2 separate regions of the Anas platyrhynchos genome follow, and region 1 is linked to region 2. Evidence: chromatin contacts called from public Hi-C data. All regions are on one chromosome and are shown on one strand. Each heading gives the region's core, a stretch centred on a gene start, on an enhancer-like site or on the middle of the called end of the contact. The rest is flanking DNA. Distances are from core to core; before and after follow the strand shown.

Region 1 (6,023 bases), core at 2,035-4,534, 110 kb before region 2:
GCACATTGTACACCATCTCTCTGATCTCTTTTAAGATGCCTCTCACTCCAGTTTTAGAAAATGATGCATCTTTAATTACATGGTAACAATTGCACTTCAAAGATTTATCCAGAGACAGCACTACAGCTGCTAGCTCCAATCTTATGAATGCATTGTGCAGCTGATAACAGTCGACACACTACATTCTTGTGTGAAACTATTCAACGAAGAAACCTTGCAGCATGCCACCAAAAAGGAAGAGACTAATTTTCTGCTTCGCCAGCAACATTAAAAATCTACAATAAGCAAATAAACAGCAAGATAAAGAACCTAAAGCTTTAAAGCAAGAGCTTAAAAATGGCTGCACAACAATCACACCCTGACAGAAGCTATTGTTAGAACTAGTGCTCTACTGGGAATCTGAGGAAAAGGAGGAAATACATGACTACAGCAGGACGCCTATTTTATAGGTAAGCATGAACCAGGAATCCTGTCATACAACTGCCTTTGTGAGTACTCTCATTTGAACAATCATTGTGCAGACTCACACAACCACAGCTGTGATTACGATGCTTGCATAATGACCATGCTATGCTTGTGAAGGAAATGAAGGACGCCTGTCCTCCAGTACTAAGAATCAGGCTTTAAGAGATTCGTTTTTAGAACTAGGAAAACTTTTAAACTTTTTTTTTTTTATCCATTGAGGCAGAAAAAAAGCCACACATCAGAAATGAATTTTAAAGATGAGTTTGCAAAGTCCATATTAGTTCTTACTCTGGTGTCTTGAAAAATGTACTTATGGTAAGAGTAGAACAAAGCATCGTTTCACTTCAGTGTCCTGCAAACAGACAATGACAGAGAGCACAGTTTAAGAGTTCCCTCAGATCGGGGTGCCCCATCTCAGCATCTATGAGCACGTGGTCTGTTATCATTCAGCTCACAACTCAATCCTGACAACTATTTTCATTTCTGTAAAGCAAATGCAAATAAAGGAAATACAATTTGCACCACTCATTTTACAGCAGGTACCTGACTAGTTTGAAATTCCCTTTGGTGCCAGGAATATCTGTAGGGAATTCATCTGGGGTGCTACTTCCACAGGATCGGTAGCACTCTGGTCGGGAACAGCTCGGGTCATCCAGCTTGTAAATCTGGAAACAATTTTTAAAAATTGAGAGGTTTAATTAACCGTTTATTATTTATAAGCTTCCATCCACCCTGAAATATATCAGCCATATATTTGCTCTATCTCTACCAATAACTCACCTTTGCATTAGCATAGCCCAGCTTGATTGTGATATTCCTTTCCAGTTCATTTTTAAATCTGACAGTATGAACTCCTGATATAGCTTTGACTACTGTCGACTTTCCATGGGCTACGTGGCCAATTGTACCTATGGTTTAAAAACAGATGTTTGTCAATAAGCCATTGTCTAATTTGTGCAGTGTTCTATTATGGTCATAATCACCCCAAACTCTCTGGGCATACTGGCTCCAGTGGTGCCATCACAATAAATATGGGTTTCTTAAATGCACAACACCCTAGAACTGTCTCTTGATGCACAGATCTTTGCGTTGTCGTGATTTGCATTTTCATGAAACTCATTTCAATGTGTAATTTTAAGGTATAATAAACTTTACTTTAGCAACCACTCCCCACATCATTCAACACGGAGTTCTTGAAGTAAAATCACAGTGCTTTTCAAGTTAAAACGGTTTGACTAGTCTCTTCCTGCATCTTGACAAAACTTATAGTAAGAATACCTTACCTACATTACTGTGCTTCAGTACGGATTTCTTAATTTTTTCCAACACAGGTACCATATGCTAACACACGAGCACCACGATAAGTTACACTGCTATGCCCCCAGCCCCTCGTTTTTTCAGAATTTTGTTGTTACCTATATTAATTGTGGCTTGTCTGCTGATGACTTCTGGTGACAGAGGCGTCAGCTTGGTAACATCCTGTATGAAGGAGATTTTACAATTTATTCATCCTGGATCTAAACATTTAGAGTACTATATGTATTTTCTTAAAATTTATCCAGTAGTTCTATTAAGCAAAAATCCAACCGAGCTCATTAAAACACCTCGAGCGTTATGCATTCCATTTTATTAAGTATGCAGAATAGGCCAAAAAGCCTACAGTCAGAAGAGGTCGCAGTGTTAAAGAAAGACAGAAGAAAAGTAAGCAAAACAAAAAGCTTCAAAGGAAGCTCTAAAAATAAAAATACCTCGCATCTATCCCCAAACTGAATTGGTTGCAACATGTAAAATCATATTAACTTATCATGGGCTACACAGCCAACTGTACTTATGTTTTAAAGAGAAAGGTCTGGCAATAGATAGTAGTTTTCTTTGAGATTAAGGTTCTATTAGAGAAAGTATATAAACATGGGTATATTTGCAGCTTTGTGGAGTAAGTAGGCAGAGGGACGTCATTAACGCCATGGTTCCGATTCTGATTTTTTGAATGACAACTTTGTCCCCCAACACTGTTACTTCCACCTCGTGTACTGGAAGAAGAAACCTGTTGTCCTCAGCAGATTGCTGCTGGAAACTACTGACAGCACCTGGCCAAACACCGCATTTCCGCAGTCTGTGTATCGATTGTATCACCCACTACAGCCTTGTAACACCACCCGCCCTGCTCTCGAGTACCACACGAACAAAACGTCCGTGTTGGAGGCAGCTTCTGCCCTCCTGCCGCGCCTGTCTCGCTGCTCCTTGCCGCCGTGCCTCACGCGGTGCCGGCGCCCTGCAGGTGGCAGCGGAGCCTCCCCGGCCCCGCGCGAGGCCACGCACCGCGACTGGGGCCGAGGAGCAAACGGGCAGCAAACGGGCGATAAAAGCGCCGAGCAGCGCGGCCGCACCCAGCAGCGAGGCGCGGAGGCGCGGGAGCCCCTTGGGGGCGAGCACCCGGCCGCGGCGGCGCCAGCACCGCTCTGAGGCGTGAGAGGAGCGCGGCCACACGGCCCCGGGGCGCTGAGGGGAGCCCACCCAACGGTCACGGCAACGGCCCCGGCCCCGCCCGCCCCTCACCAGGCTGCCCAGGTCCTGCCGGGAGAGGTGCGGCTGCCCCAGCGTCACCCCCGCCTCGTCCCCCGCCATCTTGGCCGCCAGAGGAAGCCGGGGCTGCCCGCGCCGCCGCCTGCCCCCCGGCCCCGGCCCCGGCCCCGCCCCGCGCCGCCCTCAGCCCGGCCGCACGGCGCTGCCCGGCGCAGCCAGCACAGCCCGGCTCGGGGCCGCCCCGCAGGGGGTTGCGGCGCGGCGGGGCGGGCGGCGGTGGCGGCGCGGGGAGGGAGCGGCTCAGGCGCGGCGCGGGGCAGCCCCGCGGAAGGCCCCCGCCGCCCTGCCGCCGGGTGATGCAACCCGGCCCCGCGTGCGGCAGCGCCGCCGGGGCGCGGAGGGCCTCGCGCATGCGCGGGGCGGGAGGGCCGCCGGGTAACGGTCGCGGGCTGAGGGGGAAGGGGGGGGGGGGAGGCGGGGCGGTGCTGAGCTGAGGTAACGGCCGCCCTAACGGCCGCTCTAACGGCCGCCGCGGGGATCGGGCGTCGCCGTGGGATGCGGGGGGGGGTGAAGGCGTCAGCGGCGGTCACCGCGCGTCCAGCGGCCCGGAGATGGAGGTGTGTGGGGGGCGGCGGGGGGGCGGGGGGCGGGCCGCCTGCCCGTGTGCGCGCCCAGCGCCGCGGCTGTAACGGCTGTAACGGCTGTAACGGCTTTAAACATGTCACCGCGAGCGGGCCGGGGATCTCCGCTGGCCGCCAGCCTGGTGCGGTTCCCAGTGACAGCCCGTTCGTGCCCTCGCTGCTGGCTTCTGGAGGCGGGGTGCTGCAGGGGGCAGATACAAGGCCCTGCCCCAAGCCATGAGCTCTTCTTTTATACCCAGCAGCCCCCAACCCCCCCCTCCCCTCCCCAAATGCACGCTGCGTTCAGCAACATAACGTGCTCACAACATAAACGTGTTAAGAATGGAATAAAGCCCCTGATCAGTGCTGACAGCCGTTTTAGAAACTTAACAGAGACTAAATGCCAAATTCACAGCCCTCCCCCGTGGGGAATTGAATTGACTTCTCCATGGGAACTTCTTAAAGGCCTAGGGGAGATTGCTGCTCTAATAGGATTTCTTCAGTGATCAGAGCAACTGGTTTCACAATGAGTAACCGCTGTCAGATGCATCCATATTCATCAACAGTGGTTTTGCTTACTGGAAAATGTGGAGGTTCCCAGATTTTGCCCGGCTAGCTGCTCGGGTGAAAACAATAGGTCTCAGGCACACAGCACACATGTGATTGAAATGCGATGATGGAAATCTGTACAAAACTGGTATGCCTGGTTTAACAGCGCGCGTAACCTCCCACTTTCACAAATGTTATTCCCATACTTTCCTGCTACAAGATCCAGGAGTGACTCCTGCTGTATATACCCGTAGCAAATACATTGCCGGCATTCTTGTTTTGAAGAAAAGAGTACAAGAATGTGGCAAGAAACCATACGGTGATGATGTTGCCAGTGACAAAATGTATTATGTCTTGCAACCCAGTAATTCTGCACAAAAATAAAACACATTTACATTTCTAGTCTTTCATCGGGCCACATGATGTTTTACATAAGAATTGTAAATATCTTGCTTTTGGGAGAAACAATACATGCTTATGACAGATAGACAAATTACAGTGAGAGTGCGATGTGGTATTTGAATGTAGTTGCCTCAACATCAGGCATGAAAATGAGCTGAAAATACTAGACTCTACAGTTACTTAGCTATATACTTATGCAATAATGCAGTGCAGTATAAAATTACAGAAACAGCTTTTGTCACGTTTGCAGAAATCTTTAGAAATGATTTAATCCCTGCCAAGAATTCTGCCAGGAATGGGAAAAAATACACAAATGGTTGCGCCTACTTTAAACAACGAAATGCTACATTTTGCATATTCTGATGTTTTGTTACTAGGGTTCACCGTATTTGTGAATATGTGTAGTATGAAGAAAAATGAAAGTCTAAAGACTGCAAATGTCTAATCAAAACAAGGTAAAAACCTTTCTAGGAACTGTCAAGTATATGATACGTGCATGCTTAAATTTAATGTCTAAATTATAGAAATGGAATAGTGAACTGCATACTAATAAAACTCAAAAACTTAAGTCCAGAATTATATTAATTTCAATAGTCTCAGTTAAGCCAATGGTAACTACTTCATAACCGAGGTTGTACAGATACCTAAATGAGAGGAGTCAACCTAAATCTCTATGTAAATTAGTATTAAGGTAGTATTGACCCTACTCGTTGCTGTCTGGGGCCCAAATTTAAGTCTCACATTTTTAGTTAGGAGACTGAAGCATTATTAACAAGTTATGGCTTTTACAGTGGAGGTAAATTGTCTGATGTGGAGGAGGAGTGGTTTTTTTTGTTAATACTCTTTAATACTTTAATGCATGTTTTAATAATGATGAGAACAAGTATGTAAAAATGGCTGGCTTGCTTTGTTTGTTTTTTTTGCCAGGTTTGAGGTCCATTTCTATGGCAGCGTATAGGAGAGACCCGAAGATCATCTCACACCTCAGCTTGCCACAAACTGCAAACAGCAAAATGACAGTCAGGTAAAACCAAAACAGCCCTGCTAGCTGTTTACACCCTCCCTGAACTATGAAGGCCAAAAGTGAAGAGGGCAGAGGGATGCATGGTGTTTCAGTTGTGTGGTTTCTGCATGTGTGGAACGTATTCTGCAGTGATTCTCCTTGTCAAAGTGTATGTGCTTGATGCAGCAGAGGACATAGCCTGCGAATAAGGGAGAGCCTGTCTTTCGGAGGCAGGAAGGGTAGCAGCTTTGGGATAGCGGGTGTGTAAAGGTTGGTTGTCTCACCGTAACTGCACAAGTAACAGGTTTTGAAACTGTGACCGGGGAAATGGGGCAAATTTACTGCGTGAGTAAGCGCGTGAGGAGGAACGGTATGAAGTTGGCTGAGCAGAGAGAGGTCAGGTCACTGGTTCGAGGGAGTGAATGGGAGCAGGTTGTTTGCAACGTGGAGTAAGTAGGCCA
Region 2 (6,543 bases), core at 1,121-3,620:
AACAATTTGTATGGTCAAATAACTGGAAGCAGGAGCTTCCGACTCCCACTCAAGCTTTAACCATAACGTTGTGAGTCAACTTACTTCATCTTATTGAATGTTGCAAAGAGTTTGGACTTGATTTTAGTGGAAATGATAATTGTATGTTTTCCAAGAATACGTGCATTTAAGTATCAAAAGTGACTTACTGTTTCACTGCCAGGTTTCCAACCAGCAGGGCAAACTGGAAGAAAAAACAAAAAAAGATAGTTTATAAAAATAACACACTTAAATTTTGCACTCAGTAAAGTTATAGACACTTCCCCTTCTGAACTTGAAGTAAAACAGCACCAAGTGCCAGATTTAAGTATCTGCCACTAATAGATACACAGTTTTTGTTACACAAAGGATGGTGTCAGTACCAGTCCGTGACTGATACCCCCTAGCACTTCTGTTAACTGAAAACTGCCCATTTCTGGGTGGATGTCTGTACCTTGGTTTAATTCTTAGGCTGTTTTAGACAAAGCACTGGGAAAATAGCATCTAAAAACGAACACCCATGCTGTCTGGACATGAATGTTTCATGATGAAGTTCAAGGTGACTACACAGAGACCTATCCACCTTTCTCAGTTCAGAGTTCCCAGAAGAGACTGAGTGATTTTATTTGAAGCCCTGTTAAGGAGCAAAGGGATTAAAGCATGCAGTTCACACACAATGTGACTAAATGCTCTGTGACCATCCGTGCAGCTGCATGTCTATTCAGAAGTCTCCTTGTGAGGCTTTAGCCCAATGGGTTCTGTAGTATTACACTGCTTTAAGGCGTGCTATCAGACAAAAAACATACAACAAATACAATTTAGGAACTGTGAAGAACTTTTTCTCCTGTTCTGTGCAAAGAATCCAGTAAAACCTCTAGGGAGGCTCTCAGCATTCATGCAGAAGCTACAAAGTTTTCATGAACAGGTGGAAAAAATGATATCCTGGACAACACACTGCACAGATCAAGATTCTCTAAGACAGCTTTGTATCTAAATAAGAGACTCAATTTCCTTACTCAAGTACACACATCCTAAGTATCAGCATTTAGCTGTTAAAATTCTTTACAGTCAAGCATAACAATGATTTGTACTTTCAGATAAAGGTACTTCTAAATACCAAGTGAAACTGAGTTAAAATGGAGGTTAAGCTGCTGAATCTGTGTATTAATAGTTAAACAAATGTTCTAACTGATGTATTTGTTTAAATGTATTATTTAAAAAAAATCTGTGAAGTTTATCCTATGCCTGAACTGTAGTGGGGGAATACAGCCAGCTGTACTTGAGACAGAGTAATGACAAGTCAGTGAAAGCTTCTTTGTCAGGGGAAAATGATCACGTAGTGCTTGTAAAGAACACAGGAATGGCAGTCTAACACAGCAACACCGTGTTTCTTGATGTGAAGCACTCTCAGTTATTTGTCACAGACCATCAACAAATGATACAGGACAAGGACTGCCTGCATCTCAGTTCTTTGAGGACGTCAGAACATACTGAAATATTTGGCCTGGTTCTTCAGGGCATGGTGTTTTAAGAGCTTTTTGCTTTTGACATGTAACACACAATGCCTCTGTGTTCAGGCTGGGGAATGCTTTATGCTCTGAGTTCGCATAGATGTGAAGCAAAATGAAAATTACTACACTAGAAACAGCCTATGAGGAAACGAGCACCACAGAATCTTGTCGCAGGACAACCAAACTACTTCATTCAGTTCGTAAAGCTAGTCTCTAATGCTCCTGAGTAACTTTCTTCCAAAAGCTACAAAGACAGCTTTCAGGGTAAGTAAAAGTATCTTCAACTTGAAAGAATTTAAAAGAGCACCTTCTCCATGTTTGTCTGTGTACTGGAATGCCTGTACCAAACGGAGAGTTTCATCCACTGATCTCCCAACAGGAAGGTCATTCATGGTGATCTGTCGAAGGATTCTCTTATCATCAATTATGAAAAGGCCTCTGTTGAAAAAAAAAATATTTTTTTTTGTAGGAAACATAACTAATTACATTGTTTTTTCAAACACTTCTATGTCTGCTGGATGGGAGGAATTTGATCCCTGCAAGTCCTATACAATACCCACCTCCTTAGAATACTACTGACCCACTGTTCTCTACCTGGGCTATTAGAGGAGCTGAGGGCAAATTAAAAACAAACAGGTAGTTTCATGCAGAATGTAAAACTAAACTTTGGCAGGCTCTGCCAGGGGATGTTGCAGATGCTATGGTGTCAGGCAGTTCCCAAAAGGAATTGATCAAGTTTACAAAATACACAATTTTTAGAGCTGTTAGTTACCAGCAGTCTTGGCTCCAGTCTTGACTTGGGAAGTCCCTGAATAACAGCAATTCTGGGGAATTCTCACTGCATGCTTGCCTTGCCCTTGCATCTGCTGATGCCTGTTGTTACATTGGGTTATCAAATATGCCCCCTGTTTTGATTCATTACAGCTTTTTTTTTTTTTTTTTTTTTTTTTTGTGTGTGTGTTTTCTTGAGTACTTATTTTGTTTCTGGGCAAGAATTCTCAAGTCAAAACCGCTCTTGCTTTGCGACAGTACCACATTCTGGTGCTGCATAGCTCATCAACAAAGTAGTATGCCTGCATCTGTGGGGGGTTACTATGACCCCAATCAGACTGCTGAGTCCTCCTATTTTTCAAGAATTAAAGGAAGACTTCATATGAAAGTTCCTTAACACAAATTACTTTCTTTGTATGAGGATACAGATAACTAGCATGATGTATTATTGTGACATTTAAACTGTGTAAATGGGAAGGTAAGCTCTTTTGTATGTATATGCTGCAAGTTAGTGGCAGGCTTGCCAATATACCATAAAGAGGAGCTTGAAGTGCTCACAGTGCAAGATCACGGGATGTGCTATTGCACACACCCACAAAAACCACTTTGATATTAATATATATCGCTCAATGGAGAGCATTAAAGAGAAATTCCAAAAGCATCTTTAGATATGAAACAGTAAGTGCTACCCCAAAGCAACACGAAATGTAACCAAGTGAAATACCTAAGGGTATGCCCTTGGTCTTCCAGATATACACCATAATCCTTTGAAATCTGGTGTGTCAAATCTGAAAGAAGGGGAATCTTCATAGGTCCAAGTCCTCCTTGTTTTCTCGGAGTATTAATCCTTTGAAAGAAATGAGATACAGATGTATTCTTCATAAAGACTTATGTTCTCTACACTAAATTAAGTAAAAAACAGAACAGTACAGACAGAAGGATTTTGTGCAAGTAACAATTCTCGTTTTTGCTCTGCACACAAGGAAGATGAATGCTATCTATGGTTCAGTAGATCTTCTGCAGTATTTGGCCATATCTACTAATAAAGGCCTCTTTCTACTCAACCGTATTTGCTTTACACCAGTGTAGTCCAACATACTAATGGATTTGGAGAATGCAACTCACCTTTACAGAGACTGGAATCCTTATCTCTTTTTTTGTATTTGACATATTTTGGAGTGGAACATGACATATTTTGAGGAATGCATATTAAACAGGCTTCAAAGATAGAGGTACTTTTCACACACTAGAGTTAACAGAGGACACAGTTCCTCAGCTCAGATGAACCCACGAATAATTTTTAGTAAAAGACAAGCGTAAGATACATACCATGCTAAGTGAGTGAACTTTGAGTCCACAGAACATGCTACTACTTCGGTATTTATTGCTCTGAATTCTTCAATTCTGTCACTGAAGGCGATTATCTCAGTAGGACATACAAATGTACTAGATAATATAAAAGAAAATACAGTCAAAATTTCATGATCATCTAGTAGGTTCTCAGCTTAACTAATAAGTTGCTTTTTCAAAGCAGTTAATTTTTTTTAACTAAAAAAAAAAAAAAAGAGCAGTGTATTTATCAGAAATATTTCAGCCTTTATTTATCTTTTTAATGTTTCTTCAATTATTTACCAAAACGCTGCCTGACAAGTTTTCCAGTCTGATTCTAGCTTTGATACAGTGTATTACTGAATATTAGAAACCTACAGTCAGTCCGTTTGCAATCTGGATAATAAGTGTTCTTATAGTTACTTTCATTTAGACTTCATGAATATTAAGGGGCTGAATTTAAGCACAACATGCCAAGTTTTTTCAGAGGAATATATTGGTAACTTCTTGTTACAGCATACATCTGCAGATATTGTCTATTTTGATTTGAAATTTTTCCACTACAGAAGAAATGAAGTGGTAAAAAATCACAATTTCTAGGGCTTTGAAACTAAGGGCCAAGAGGCAAGTTACTCCTCTATATAAAAGCAAGCTAGGTACGCATCTTTGTCACTATACAGCTTCCTTTTTTCATTTTGTGGGAAAGAACGGGATTGTTTCGCAGAAAGTAGAAATGTTTTCACTCAGCCAGTGGACTTACTGCATTCCAAATAAAGGGGAGTAATGTTAAATGTTATTAGGATGTTATGGGATGAACTTAAAGGGAAAACACTATCTCTTAACATCCTAGATGTAATCTGGAAAATACCGATGGGATGCTCTCCTTTGTTTGCAGCAGCGACTTACAGCACAGTGTGAAACATAGAGGTTGCCTGCTGGGTACTACAGACTGCAGGTTTTTTCTATACGGAGACACAAAACAGTGGACACACTAGTATGACAAATATCGTGTTGTAGTTTTACCAACGCACGATGAAAATACAAACGCAAATAATGCATTTTCTTCTATCACTCCCTTCTTCTTTTCCAAATCCTTTCCGAACAGAAAAGACCTCCCCCCAAAAAAAAGAGAAAAAGGAATGAATTAGTGGTCTACTGTAGGTGCACCTGATTTGTCCACTCAGGTCATACTTACAAGTCAAGAGGATAGAAGAAGAACACAAGATATTTTCCTTCATAATCGGTTAACTTCAGCTCTTTAAACTCTCCATTAATGACTGCTGTTCCTTCCCAGTACGGTGCTGGCTTGGAGACTGGAATACAAAGAACATTCAAATTACAGTCAGAGTACAAAGCACATGTTCAAACAAAGCTGCTTATTAGCCAGCTCATGCACAAGGACGACTGTTCTTTCCTTTGCTTGAATAACAACCTACTGCACACAATTACAGAAACAAACTTACTTTAGAAAGTTCAAAGCTGACAGAGGTTACAGAATGATGAAGACCTGTACATTTAAGTATGCAGGGAAAGCAATTAATTGGACTTACTTGTGCTATATATGAGCCTTCTGAATCACACAATTGCATAACCAAGGCCACACAAACATTATCTCTGCATATTTAACAAACCACATGTTCACTAGCAGCTCATGACAGAACATCTGTCAGACTAAAGGAGAAACTCTTTTAGATTTCAGGAAACTACATTATTTTTGTCTGAATAACTGCTGTGAAACAGAAGCATAAGATGGTCTAAATTCATATTGTTACTCTTTAGAGTAATACTCTTTAGCCATGAAAAACTACTTGCAATTCAAGTCCACATGAAAATACATGCTACAACATGTTTAGAAGCAAATGCCTGAAAATGCAGTATATGTTAAACTACAACTCCTAAGCAAATTGTGTCTTGAAGATGGCTGTATTAAAAGAAATCAAGTTAAAACCGATGAAAGGTATTTACTATTCTTACTGAAAGGGATTAACCTTGAATTTTAAAGTATTAGAAATTATTCTGATAGGTATTATTTTCAATGTGAATTCTGAGACAAATGTAGGGTACGCTGGAGATATAAGGTCCAACCCAACTGATTTGAGTATACTTGTGATGTCAAGGACATTGACATGCAGCCCCAGGAAACTATTTTGCTGTTGAGAAAAATATACAGAATCTTAATTATTATCTAGATGATGACTACATTGTTAGTCGTTTTTTCTCAGGCAACCCACAGCTGCAAAATATAGTTAGAGGGTATATACAATAAAGATCGCAAAAAAAATACCCCAAAACATCAGACGCAGCCATGCCTGTAAGTGGTAACAGTCTTTGTAGGTTTCACTTTGTATAACCTACAAGGGATACAGTAATGCAAGTACAGAAAATCAGTAGCCATGACTGATAATTTCAGTTTACTTTGAATTTTTTTTTAAGAAATGTTCTTCCTTTTGACTCTTCTGTAGAATTCTTTCTATCATATACCAAGCTCAGGACTTCTCTCCAATGCCTTTTTATTGAGTCTTTGTAGGTAAGGGACAATTTTCAAGTGAAAGCTGGTATTGATATCTGAGTTATTTAGAGCTTTTCAGAAGTGTTTCAAGTATGTCGTTCTTTCAAAAAAAAAAAAAAAAAACAGCCACCCCAATCATATCACGTTGTAGGATATGAGTGAAGGTCAGCTAACCTTCAGATATGGAAGAAGGCAGCAGGGAAACTAAACGTGCTGTATTTTGAGATTTTTTTTTTTTAATTAAATACTTTTTTTTTCTTTAAAAACATTTGTCTGGGATACTGTAATAACTTGTATTACAAAGGGAGGGGAAAACCAATGTCGGTTACACAGATCTCGACTGCTTTTTCTCATTGCATCTCTTAGCAAACATTCAAAATGGAAGTTACGTCCTGGCTTGGTGCA

Evidence for each region. A called contact is a pair of places that touch in the nucleus more often than the background predicts.
Region 1: a contact with region 2 is called in a Hi-C map of skeletal muscle, with 2.4 times the contacts expected there. The contact joins the promoter of KLHL15 here to the enhancer-like site in region 2. A contact is called at or near these places in 3 of 8 Hi-C or Micro-C datasets (F1 follicle, liver and skeletal muscle).

The regions. Positions count from the first base shown.
Region 1 is chr1:116,522,633-116,528,655 of IASCAAS_PekinDuck_T2T, reverse strand. It overlaps KLHL15 (kelch like family member 15), which reads left to right and starts at 3,284. Exons shown (of 5, transcript XM_027449050.3): 1 at 3,284-3,423; 2 at 4,937-5,014; 3 at 5,487-5,583. EIF2S3 (eukaryotic translation initiation factor 2 subunit gamma) reads right to left here and starts at 3,171. Exons shown (of 12, transcript XM_027449055.3): 1 at 3,022-3,171; 2 at 1,881-1,944; 3 at 1,246-1,373; 4 at 1,009-1,130. The coding sequence starts at 3,090.
Region 2 is chr1:116,407,593-116,414,135 of IASCAAS_PekinDuck_T2T, reverse strand. It overlaps PRDX4 (peroxiredoxin 4), which reads right to left. Exons shown (of 8, transcript XM_027449062.3): 2 at 4,825-4,942; 3 at 3,630-3,746; 4 at 3,025-3,147; 5 at 1,837-1,967; 6 at 189-223. Among named protein-coding and RNA genes, the nearest start is that of PRDX4, 4.2 kb to the right of the region's middle. Within about 2 kb of position 2,370, at least 1 of the 8 cell types and tissues checked has an H3K27ac peak or open chromatin away from gene starts, as enhancers often do. A contact at or near this core is called in F1 follicle, where this site is marked.